Linked DNA regions of Rattus norvegicus: region 2 is linked to region 1. Evidence: chromatin contacts called from public Hi-C data. All regions are on one chromosome and are shown on one strand. Each heading gives the region's core, a stretch centred on a gene start, on an enhancer-like site or on the middle of the called end of the contact. The rest is flanking DNA. Distances are from core to core; before and after follow the strand shown. Region 1 holds the start of Specc1 (sperm antigen with calponin homology and coiled-coil domains 1). Region 2 overlaps Specc1 (sperm antigen with calponin homology and coiled-coil domains 1).

Region 1 (6,521 bases), core at 1,288-3,787:
GGATTCGCGCTTTCACTTCAAAGGGACCAGAACATGAACACAATAAATTCAAATAGGCAGAAAGAATCAAAGTTTAATAACAGAAGTTGGTAACATAGGAAGATACCAATAATAGCATTAATCAGTAAGTCCAAAAGCGGATTCTTTGGAACCGTCCAGGAAAGAAGCAATCATAAGTAAGACTGACCAATAAAAAAAAAAGGTGGGTGTGACCAAAGTACTTCATATACATGCAAGAAAATACGTGGAAGCCATTATTTTGTACAATTATTACACACTAACAAGAGGATGGATGGAAAAGAGAAGCCACAAAGCATTGGTATTAATAAGAATAATAACTCATCATAAATGTATGAACTGAGAGCAAGTACCATAGGCTAAGAGTCTGATTATCAATAATGCTCATGATTTCCTGAGACAATAATGAGTATCAAAATGACTAGAGCAACAGGCCGGCTGCAAACAATCAATGGTCACTGACACAAGTGAGAGAGAAGGTTGTTGAGTGCTGCTGTCAGCTTTCTAAAACATGCCAGCAGCAGCCTGGGCAGTCTGTAGGCAATTTCTGCCAGACTTCAAGGAACAGATCATTCTTCTGTCCAAAGCACAGAAAATGATCAGAAGCTCCCAGCAGGATCACTGTGAACAGCACAAGCTTAACTTCAGGGAGGAGGAAAACTTCCCAGCAAAGCTTCTTTCTTACCAACCTTGAAGAAAACGTTAGTGTTTGATCTACCAAACAAACCAAACATCCATTTTAGGTGAGATTTTGTTGTTGGGGTTGGGACTGGGTTTTTCTGTTTGTCTTCGGTTGTTGTTTTGTTGTTACTATTTGTTTGAGACAGGGTCTTGCCATGTAGCACAGGCTAGCCCCAAGCTCATTCTCTTGCCTGAGTCTGGAGTGCTGGAATTACAGTCATGAGCCACCATGCATAGCTCCAAAAAAAAAAAAAAAATCATTTTCAAGTATTATAGGAGTCTAGTGAGGAAAGCCAGCAAAATAATAATGTGCTAGAAATTTTAAAGAAGGAAACCTGCATGCTGTACAAAAGTATGGGGGAGGGTAACCTAGCCTTCTCTGACTTTTAAACTCTAAGAAATCAGGTATGAATAGAAATACATTTAACACAACAGAGCCCACTTGCAGGAAAGACAGGGGAACATTTCCCTAAAACCAAACAAGACAGAACTGTCCTATGGTGCTTCTTAACAAACAATGAAGTTATCTACCTAGCATATTCACAAGTCAACTTAAAAGCTACCACTAAAACTGATTCGCCGCGGAGTTGGCTCTAAAAATGCTTTCTTTGGCCAAGTGTGTGGCTCACTCCTGAAATTCCCAATGCTCAGAGGGTGGAGGGTCCAGGGCCACATAGCACTTTCAGACCTGCCGGAACTGCCTAGGGATACACTGTCTCAAAAACACAAACAAAATGACTGCGGGTGTGGTGGCTCGTCTGTGATAGTTAGCAAGACCCTGTCTCAAAATAATCAATAAGCAAACTTGATGGCTTTGAGTTAATCATGCAAAGCTATTTTCCGTAGACTAGGGTATTAGGATTGACAGCCCTCGGTCTCCACCCTCCAACTCCGTCTTAAACGTTGAAATAACACCGTGTTTGAAACTGGATAACCAAATCTATGAAACCAAAAACTGATCAGAAGGGTTCGGTCGTGACTTCACTCAAAAACATTTTATCTCTCGCCTCCAGCCACCTCAGTTACTAAAGGATACCCATGTCAACCAGTTCGACATAATTCATCCGATAGAGGGCAAGGAAGAGCACCTTCAATGGGATCCCCCCCCGCCCCCCCCCCCCGCAAAGCGTATACTGCTTATTATATAAACTTGCGTGCTGGCGTATGGAGCTCCCATAAAAAAAAAAAAAAAAAATCAAACTAAGATATTCAGAGTCAAACTTGTTTAAAAAAAAAAAAAAAACACATAACACTAATTTTGTTCCAAGGGCATTAAGGAAAAGAGACCGGCACTGTTGCGCTCACACTAGGCTGCGCACCACGGGGACACGCAGTAGCATCCACACAGTTCCCCACGCTCCGAGGCGTCCTGGAGACCCTCAGCCCGAGCCCTAGGCGATCATCTGGACCGCGGCGCAGCAGCTCTGTGGACGAATACTCCGGGGCACCCGAGTCCCGCAGAAGCGCACACACCTGTCCGGAGGGCTGGGGCTCCCCAGGGCCACAGCCGGCTGAGCCACCTGGCCCCCGCGCCAGGCTGCTGCGCCAAACCCGCGGCCCGAGGGAAGGGCCGGCCACCTGCGGTTCCCACCTGCAGCGCGGTTCCTGCGCTGCCCTCCGCCTGGGTACCCAGGACCGCAGCGCGTCTTTCCAGAAGGGCAGCCCCACGTCCCCGAGCCAGGACTCCTGCACCCCGTCTTGTTCGCCAGACCTGAGACAAGGCAGCTGAGAAACAGAGGACCGAGCAGCCCGGACTCCAACTCACCTGCCGTGGTTCTCTCGCACAGGACTCCCGCGCCGCCGCAGCCCGCAGCTACCGCGGCTTTCCAAGCTCACGGATGCTCTGGGGAAGGTCCTAGCGATCCCGCCGGCGCCTTCCTGCTGGCCACGTCCAGGGGGCGCCCGCGCGCCAGTGCGGGGCTTTCTGGGAGATGTAGTCCTAGAGCCTCCGTTCTCATCTAGTTGTTTCTTTCTGGAAGTCTTCCCTGTGTTCTCACTGGCCCAACCTCCATTGATGGGCAGTCGATGAAGGAGCATATCACTGGAGAAGAAAGAAAGTCCCTCTCCGCACTTTAGACTATTGTTCCATTTTTATTTGGGAGGTAGGGAGAGTGGGGGGTGTCAAAATAGGGTTTCTCCATATAGTCAAGGCTATCCTATCCTGGAACTCACTTTATAGACCAGTCTACCCTGAATTCAGAGAGATACACCTGCCTCTGTCTTCCAAGTGCTGGTATTAAACCCAGTCTGTTCTGGGTTCCCGCCCCTCCTTCTCCCCTCCTTCTCCTTCTCCCCCTCCCGCTCCCTCTCTTTCTGAGACAGGGTTTCTCCTTTCCCTTTGTAACCTTGGATGTAACCCTGGCTGTCCTAGAACTCGCTCTGCAGACTAAGCTAGCCTCAAACTCATAGAGATCCTCCTGCCTCTGCCTCCCAAGTGCTGAGATTAAAATCAAGTGGCCAAGTGCTGGGATTAAAGGTAAGTGTCACCACTGCCTGGCCTTTCTCCCTCACTGTTCCATGAGTGTCTGGGTGTGCAAGCTATGTGCTTGTTAACCTTTCCGGTCCGGGAGGACCCAATGGGTCAAGGGTAGCTGTGCTCTCCTGCTAGAATCTCCAAACAAGCTCTCAGACCATTGTTTTTGTTTTAATAACTAGGTTTGTTGGATTTATTTTTACCTATTTACTTTTGTTTCATTTTATTTATTTACTTTATGTATGAGTGCTCTACTGTGTGCCAGAAGAGGGCATCAGATCCCATTACAGATGGTTGTGAGCCACCATGTGGGTGCTGGGAACTGAACTCAGGACCTCTGGAAAAGCAGTCTGGGCTTTTAACCACTGAGCCATCTCTCCAGGCACCAGATCATTTCTCTTAAAGTGAGGATTTCAGATCAACATTGTATGGGAACTTGATTTAAGTGTGCGTGAGAGTTTACATCTCACAGAGACTATTAGGTTTTGCTTTGGGTTTGTTTTGTTTTGTTTTGTTTTTTGTTTTTTTGGTTTTGGGGTTTTTTTTGTTTTTGTTTTTGTTTTTTTGTTTTTTGTTTTGTTTTTTTTTTTGGTGTTTGTTTGTTTGGTGCTGGAAATGAAAACCAGAGCCTCATACGTGCTAAACAAGTGTTCTACCATGGAACCACACACACAACACAACACACACAACACTACTTGATCTTACTGTTTTCAAAAAAGAAAAAAGCCCTCTGTAAAGGTGGGAACCAGCAATTTGTACTTTTACATATAAATCCTTGACATAATTTTGGAATAGATTCAAGTTTGAGAACACACACACACACACACACACACACACACACACACTCCGTGGGTACACTGCAGGGACCATTTATGTTCCAGATTAGACCTCCCTCTCACTTTAGCCCTCCTCCCCCAACATCTCTAGGACACCTCTGAGGCCCTAGAATTGAACAAGGTCAAGACCACATTCAGAGTTGTCCCTTCTCTCACCCTGGTTCTCCCTCTCCTGGGGGTGGACGTTTTGTCCAGGGACTAAAGAACATGTCCTATATTTATTAACACAAAAGTCATCTACGACTGTTAAATATGCATGGACAAAAATGACAGGATCATGAGTCATGTTTGAGGTAGTGAGAATGAAACACAGCCAATTCTTTTTAGATGAGGCGGGGAAGGGAAGAGGGGTCCTGGTGATTGAGGTGGAAAGACTGTGGGAGGAGGCTTTGTGTGTTGGGTGGGTCTTTGTTGGCGTTTTGCTTTGTTTTGATGATGGGAGAAACATCAGCATGTTAAAATATTCTTGGAAAGAGTACCGCTGAAGGGCAGTCAGGAAAAGTTAAACTCTGCACAGCTGCTCAGCAGACTGTGCATGTATAAAAGGAGGAGAGGAACCCTGGCCAGGATGGAGGCAGCCCCACCCCCGCCCCGTGCTGCAGGATGAGGGAAGCATAAAAAAGGGGAATGAAGGTTTTCCCTTCAGTAGAGGGAAGAAAGAGAGAGAGAGAGAGAGAGAGAGAGAGTCCATGTTTGCCATGCTGGGGCCTGCAGAGCCCTGTATGAAGATAGATTCTGTTGCTGGAGAATGCAAAGTACACGGGACCTCTCTCGTTAGGACGGGCTCTATTTGCTGAGAGACAAAGCTCAGGACTGGGGCCTAGACAATGCTCAGGATTTTGACTCGGGTGAAGGCTGGCTGCATAGACTAGCAGAAGATCACCAGATTGCTAGACAACATCCACTCAGCCTTCTGGGTGAACAGGCATCATTTCCTTCCCTTGAAGAAAATAAGACCATATGTTTAACAAGTCTGCTTGCTCCAGTGATCTCTTTAAGCTGTGCCTCCTACTTGACACAGTCCTCCAAAGTATGACCATGATCCAACCCAGTTCCTTCTACAATTCTCTGGTGTTCTTTCACCCTTCTCCCTCCTGTGCCTTCCTGCCAGGCCCTTATGGCCTTACCTATACTCCCCTGCATAATAACTTGTTAGTTGCACTCTTAAGGTCTTCTGTGCCCTTAGATATAGTTTGAGCATCTGACGTCATCTTTGCGCGCCCCACCCCGCCCCTCTGAAGTTCTGCTTTGTAAATAACCACGCTGTTGCTTCTCCTATTTCCCCAATTGTATTTCGGCAGACTGCCCTTTGTCATTATGTGCTGACCTCACGGCCTTTTCACTTCTTGCCTGGATTTAATCTTGTCTTCCCTCGGAGAAGCCTACTGAGTTCTGCAGTCACCGATTCTCAGCATCTCCCACCTCCCTTCTGTTGCTATGTTTCTGGTTGGTTTATCTCACCCTTTCCCTCTAGTAATTTACTCACGGCAAGTGTTCGAAAGAAAATCCCTTTCTGTTTCTTGCAGTGTAGTTCAGTGAACATCACAGTCCTTGGCGAAACATTGTATCTGGGTGAAGTATCCCCATAGAAAGCAATGGCTCGGGCTGGAGAGATGGCTCAGCGGTTAAAAGAGCACCCGACTGCTCTTCCAGAGGTCATGAGTTCAATTCCCAGCAACCACATGGTGGCTCACAACCATCTGTAAAGAGATCTGATGCCCTCTTCTGGTGTATCTGAAGACAGCTACAGTGTACTTATATATAATAAATAAATAAATCTTAAAAAAAAAAAAAAAAAAGAAAAGAAAGCAATGGCTCTGGGCAGTCAAATCTAGCCCTACATCTCTAAATCAAAATAAGCAGCAATAAAAGCGCTACCAGGGCCAGGCGATAGAGGCACCCTCGTTTAATCCAGCAGAGGCAGGCAGATCTCTGAGTTCGAGGCCAGCCTGGTCGACAGAGCAAGTTGCCGGACAGCCAGGGTTATACAGAGAAACCCCATCTCACAAAACAAAACAAACAAAAGCACTACTAGGAGAGCAAGATGGCTCAGCAGTAAAAGCATACAGGCACACACCACCACCACCACCACCACCACCACCACCACCACCATAATAATAATAATAATAATAATAATAATAATAATAATAATAATAATAATTGGGGCTGGGGATTTAGCTCAGTGGTAGAGCGCTTACCTAGGAAGCGCAAAGCCCTGGGTTCGGTTCCCAGCTCAAAAAAAAAAAAAATAATAATAATTTTTAAAGCCACTCCACTATCGCAGCTGGTGACAAAGACCATGCCCGAACTGTTGCTAGCATGCTGTAGGTCCTGCCTCTTCTAATGGCTGCAGCTGGGAGACCATTTCTCTCTTCATACTTTTGGGGCTCTAAATTGTGACATCTGCTTTGTCAAAGTGTTGTGCCAAGGCGAAGTTTGTAATGCATGATGCAAAAGTGAAGCGAGTTCCAAATCGTGACTCATGTTGCTAGGGAGCCCTCTTGCGGCGGTGG
Region 2 (5,859 bases), core at 110-2,609, 81 kb before region 1:
AAGACAAAAGAAAGGACAGCCTCAGGACACGAAGGCAACAGCACCTGTGAACAAGACCACCACAGCTCCATGGCCATTTCACAGCACATTTCTTTCTTTGTAAGCAGGTATGTTCCAGAATAGTCATCAAACCCACAGTTATCAAACACATCTGGTTATCAGCATCTGAAACTTTATCACAATGAATAGATAGTTGCCTTTCCCTCATGCGACTGGCAAAGCAGTCACACGAACACGTCACCGCACATGCGTGAGCAATGCACTGTGCTCTGACACAGTAGCTATGCCACTAGGCCACAGGGATTCTACAGCCCCGTTATAATCTTACAGAGCGTCACACGTGTCTGTCATTGGCTGCAGTGTCATCATCCACAGCCCACGTGTATATTAGTGAGCTCTCCTGCAGTTGTTGGTACTAACTCTCCAAACCTGGATGAAATCATGTCTCCATTTTGATTGGCCACATTCCATTGCCAAAGGTGGCGACCACATTGAGACTGTCCTGTAGGAACTGTCGCAGAACACTGTTTGGGTCTCAAGACTCAAATGGTGGACCCTGTACTTCTTCCAGGATATGCTGCTGCAGGATATGCTGGGACAACTTGACCTCCCCAAACAGGTTTCTAGCTGCAGGGCCCAGCAGCCTGTGTAGGGCCAGCATGAGACCAGCATCTAAGTACTCAGGTTTTTGTTTTGGTTTTTTTTTTCCTAATTCTGTTTTTCCTTGTTGTTCTCCTTTCCTTTTGTCAACAAGTAGAACATGAACAAAAAGGCGACTAGGCTTTCCAAGAGACACAGGAGGTGAGTAGGCTGGCCATATGCTTCATACGTACACCAGGCGAGGCTAGGCGTTGGGAGGTGAGAGAAAAGCAGTGGGCAGAGGTGAGTAGAGACCAGCTCTGGAGTCCAGTCCTTGGCCTAGCCTCTCTGAGATGCATTCTTGAACCCTGGTGCCACAGAGATGTGGGGATCTTGGGCTCTGTCATCCTTGGACTTAGCCAACTCTACTTAAAAACGGGGGGGGGGGAGCCTCAGTACATAAAATGTAGATTATTCTCCTTACCTGATTCCTCAAAGCACTGTGTAACAGCTATTTACATAGAATTAGATATTACAAGTAATCCAGAGATGCTGGAGTGTAAGGCACATGGAAGGACTTGTAGGTTCTATAAAACACACACTGTCTCTGATAGGGCCCCCGAGTACCCACAGACTTTGGCATCCATGGTAATCCTGGAAGACAATGCCTGTGGACAGTGAGGTACAACTTGAATTTCTTTTCTGCTCATATAAACTCAAACCAACGCTTTGTTGATTATAACTGACTAAGCCCTGACTCACAGGTCTGGCTCCTTATTGCGGCTGGAGTGATGTGGCCTGTACCACAAGGAGGGTTCACAGCGGCATCCTTGCCCACTCTCTCTGCATTTCATCCCCTACCTTGTTCTTCCAGCGTCTGCAGCTCAGCCAGCATCAGTTCTATTTTGGGTGGATTGGATTCAGTTCCCTATTTGTGAACAGTTCAGACATCCACATCCATTTGCTCTCAGACAAACATCACCTATGTAAGCCCAGGTGGTGCTGTAGAAATATGGGCAAGAAATTCTATTGTCCTGTGTGCTTATAAGTTTTCCCTAAGGAAGGAAGTCTGCTTGCTTCTCTGATTATCACCTTTCCCCCTCTTTTCTCCTGCCCTCTGGAGTTTTCACCCCTCCCCCCCAGCTGGAAAAGGTAGGGCTGGCAAGGTGCAGGCTCAGTTCACCTCTTCCTAAGACCCTGCTATTCTACGGTCAGGCCAATGACCATGAAGAATAGTACCACACAAGTACACTCCCTATGGAAGACCTTTCTGAAGCAACGGCCATTGCTTTGGAAATGACCAGCACCACACTATCCTCAGAACCACTCCTGTACATTTCTTAAACACTGTCCTGACATCCAACCTCTCTGCCTAGTCCACCTCACATCTCACACCTGGACCTAGCCAGGAAATGGATGGAACTAGCTATCTCGAGTGAGGTAATCCAGACACGAAAAGGCAAATGTTGTATGTCCTCTCTTATCTGAGGTTCTGAGCTCCAGATCTTCAGGTGTATAATGTAAAAGAACTGCAGAAACCAAGAAAGGTACATGGTAGGGAGGCAGACGTGCTCGAGAGGGAACAGCAGGATACAGTGATACAAAGAAGAAAGGGGTGGGGGATTTTAATTGAGGAGAAGAGCAGAAGGTCAATATAGAAGAAGGAGATAGGAAGGAAAATAACACTAAGGGTATTGTGGTAGTTTGACTATGCTTGGCCATGGAAAGTGACACTATTAGGAGGTGTGGCCTTTTGGGAGTAGGCGTGGACTTGTTGGAGGAAGTATGTCATGGTATGGGCGGGCTTTGAGGTCTAGTGCTCAAGTTCCACCCAGTGTAGAAGAGAGCCTTCTAGCTGCCTGTGGACTGCAGTCTTCTAAAGCTGCTTTCAGATCAACATGTAGAACTCCTGGCTCCTCCTGCACCAAGTCTGCCTGCATACTGCCGTGCTTCCCACCTCAATGATAATGGCCTGAACCTCTGAAACTGTAAGCCGGCCTCAATTAAATGTTTGCTTTTATGAGTTGCCTTGGTCATGGTCTCTTCACAGCAATGAAACACTAAGACGTTATATGTTACTCTTATAATGCTGTAACAAATATTGTGATCAAGGTAACTTACAAAGAAATGTTCAATTATGGTGGCAGGAAATGCTGAGAGCTCAAGTCTAGATCCATAAGCAGGAGGCAGAGAAGATCACTGGGGTTGGCAGGAGGCTTTTGAGGTCTAAAGCTAGGGAAAGGGTGCAAATACACTTCCTCTAAAGAGGCCACACTTCTTAATCTTCCCCAAATATTTCCACAACCTGGACAAGTATTCAAACATATGGCCTAAGGAGGTCATTCTCATTCAAACTACCACAGGATGTTTGAATAAGCCACAAGGAATTATTTTTTATCTACTAAAAATTATATATCATACACAGAAGCACATGTGTGTGTATGTGCGATAAATAATATATATCGTTTAAATGAAGTTATTATTTAGGCTGATAATATTTGCCCAAGAGACATAGACTAATTAAAAAAAAAAAAAAACAACTCAGTACCAGGCATGAGAAACCCCCTTTTTGATTTGTTAATCAGGAAAGTCCAAGCCCTTGCCCTTGGTTGACTCCCAGGTTTGAGATAGGTCCCTATTTCTGAAAATACCATGCACTTCAGACAGGACTCAGAGGATCCAAGCTGTCTTGAAACTGACTGGAAAGCATCCTCCAGAGACTAGCTTCATAGCACAAGAAGGTGTTGTGAAATCTGCCCAGGGAGGGAAACACAGCAATGATGTCCCCTAGGAGTACAGTAGTGGCCCAGAGTCTTGCCGTAGCCAACAGCTGTCTAAGTGAACTTTAAGGCCTGCTCAACAGGAGGGGAATCATGCCTGTTACAGCGAACCTAGCCACCTACGCAGGGTGAGGGATGTCATGGATCTTAGAGGAGAGCCTACTCCCACACCACATTAAACTATCATAATTGTATTGTGAGTATACCCTTTGTGGTGGTTTGAATAGGAGCGGCCCCTGCAGATTCTTGTGTTTGAATGCGTGGCCTCAGGTGTGGTCTTGTTGGAGGAAGTGTGTCACTGTGGAGGTGGGAGTTGAGGACTTATGTGCTCAGGCTATGCCCCAGTGTGGAACACAGCCTTCCCCATGCTGCCTGTGGATCAAGATGTAGAACTCTCAGTTCCTTCTCCAGCACTGTGTCTTCTACGATGATAATGGACTAAACCTCTGAAACCATAAGCCAGATCCAATTAAATGTTTACTAAGAGTTACTGTGGCCATGGTCTCACAGCAGTAAAACCAATAAAATCCTAAGACATCCTTATACGCATAGATAATTACAGCTCTCACTCCTTGTGAAGGAAACTTCTCTTTGCAATAGACAGAGACCATTACAGAAAACCACAACCAGTCAAGCTGCCGAGAACAACTGGTTGTGGGCACTGTACAAGCCAGAAGATCAAGAAATCTGCAGTGAGATTATGTCTCCTAGGAATGAAAAGGAAGATTCACCCACGCACAATACTTCAACTTTCATGGCTCCCTAAACAAAACCTGAACTAGTACACCATCAATAGACATGCCAAAATGGAAGGGGGGCTCTCAAGGGGTTCCCCCAACCCCAGGAAAAGAACTCCCGGTAAGTAAGGAATGCTGGTCAGCCCTGAAAACACATACAAGTAAAACAAAATGGACTGAGCAGATAGTATTTGTGTGTGTGTGTGTGTGTGTGTGTGTGTGTGTGTGTGTGTGTAACAATAACAATTAAACAAAAGGAGGCCATGAATTTGAGAGGGAGTCAAGGTGGGGGAATGAAAGGTCTTGAGGGAGAAAAGAAAGAAAGGGGAAAATGATGTCATAATATTTTAATAAAAAAACTGTTCCAAAAACTATTTAAGAGAGCTGAGCATGGTGGTACATGCTTGCAATCCTAGCATTCAGGAACTTGAGACAGGAGAGGAGAAAGCCCCAACCTACATAGCCAGCTCTGTGTCACTTTAAAATATTTTCAATGCATTCCAAATATTGCTGGCACACATATGAAATATTTTCAGAATATTATTAGCGGAATGAATATATTCACTTAAAATCTGAATTTAATATGTGCTATTATGGTTTGAATTTTTATTTTATTTTTTAACGTATTTGGAGACAGGGTCTATCTGTGTAGCCCTGACTGTCCTAGAACTCACAGGCTGAATGTCAACTCACAGAGATCCACTGGCCTCTGTGTCCCGAGTGCTGGGATTAAAGGCATGCAGCATTAGGCTCAGCTGTAACTAATTTTTTAATTAAAATAAATATTGTTAGCTGTGCCTTGTCTACTGCGATGGCTGTTCTTGGTTACCAATTTGACTACATCTGGCATTAACTAAAGCCTAAGTGTCTGAGCACACCTGTGAGAGTTTGTTTTTTTTTTTTTTCTTAAATTGTTTGAAGTAGGAAGAACCACCTTTAATCTGGATCTGTCACGGTGGGAAGATTCACCTTTACGATAGGTCAATGATCAAGCAGATAAGATGTGGGCCCACTTCCTTACCTGTGTACAGTCAGCCTCCGCCCCACCCCACGCCCCATCCCTGTCATTGACCATTGGGCCCACAAACCAAGTAGCCATGGTGGCATGGGTTTGATAACATGGACTGCCACTCACTAAGGCTGGCCTGGCTACAGCTGCTGTTGAGTCAAGATCTGCTAAGATAGAAACCGACACTGAGCCCCAGATATGGCACCATTCCACTGGGTGACCAGCCAGACTTGGTAGCAGATTGACTGCATTGGACCACTCCTTCTGTGGAAAGAGCAATGCTTTTGTCCTCACTGGAGTAGATACTTACATTCTGGTCATGAGTTTGCCTTTCCTGCACATAATGTTTCTGCCAAAACTAACATCTAATGACTTACAGAATGCCTTAGTCCAACATTATATTATTTCCCACAGTATTAAGGAACTTATTTCACAGCCAGAGAAGTGTCACAGTGGGTCCATGATTGTGAATCCACTGGTCTTACCAGGCTCTACCATCCTGAAGCAGCAGACCTGACAGAAAGATTCCATGACCTTTTGAAGACATGTACCAGCGAGGTTGCAGGAACCTTGAAAACTGGGACAGGTTTCTCCAGAAGGCAATATATGCTTTGAGTCAGCATCCAATATATGGTACAGTTTCTCCAATAGCCAGAATCCATGGGTCCAGGAATCAGGGGATGGAAAAGGGAACAGTTCCACTCACTATCACCCCTAGTGACCCTCTAGGTAAAACCTCGCTTCCTGTTTCTGT

The links. A called contact is a pair of places that touch in the nucleus more often than the background predicts.
Region 2: a contact with region 1 is called in a Hi-C map of the A7r5 cell line, with 10 times the contacts expected there. The contact joins the enhancer-like site here to the promoter of Specc1 in region 1. A contact is called at or near these places in 7 of 12 Hi-C or Micro-C datasets (the A7r5 cell line, the Rat2 cell line, Schwann cells and 4 more) and 1 of 1 datasets of contacts at active chromatin or transcription factors (oligodendrocytes).

The regions. Positions count from the first base shown.
Region 1 is chr10:47,134,442-47,140,962 of GRCr8, reverse strand. Specc1 (sperm antigen with calponin homology and coiled-coil domains 1) reads right to left here and starts at 2,537. Exons shown (of 8, transcript NM_001039017.1): 1 at 2,465-2,537.
Region 2 is chr10:47,214,696-47,220,554 of GRCr8, reverse strand. All of the region lies in intron 2 of Specc1 (sperm antigen with calponin homology and coiled-coil domains 1), which reads right to left. LOC134480804 (a long non-coding RNA gene) reads left to right here. Exons shown (of 2, transcript XR_010055653.1): 1 at 1-107; 2 at 758-4,421. Among named protein-coding and RNA genes, the nearest start is that of Specc1, 79 kb to the right of the region's middle. Within about 2 kb of position 1,359, at least 4 of the 93 cell types and tissues checked have an H3K27ac peak or open chromatin away from gene starts, as enhancers often do. A contact at or near this core is called in the A7r5 cell line, where this site is marked.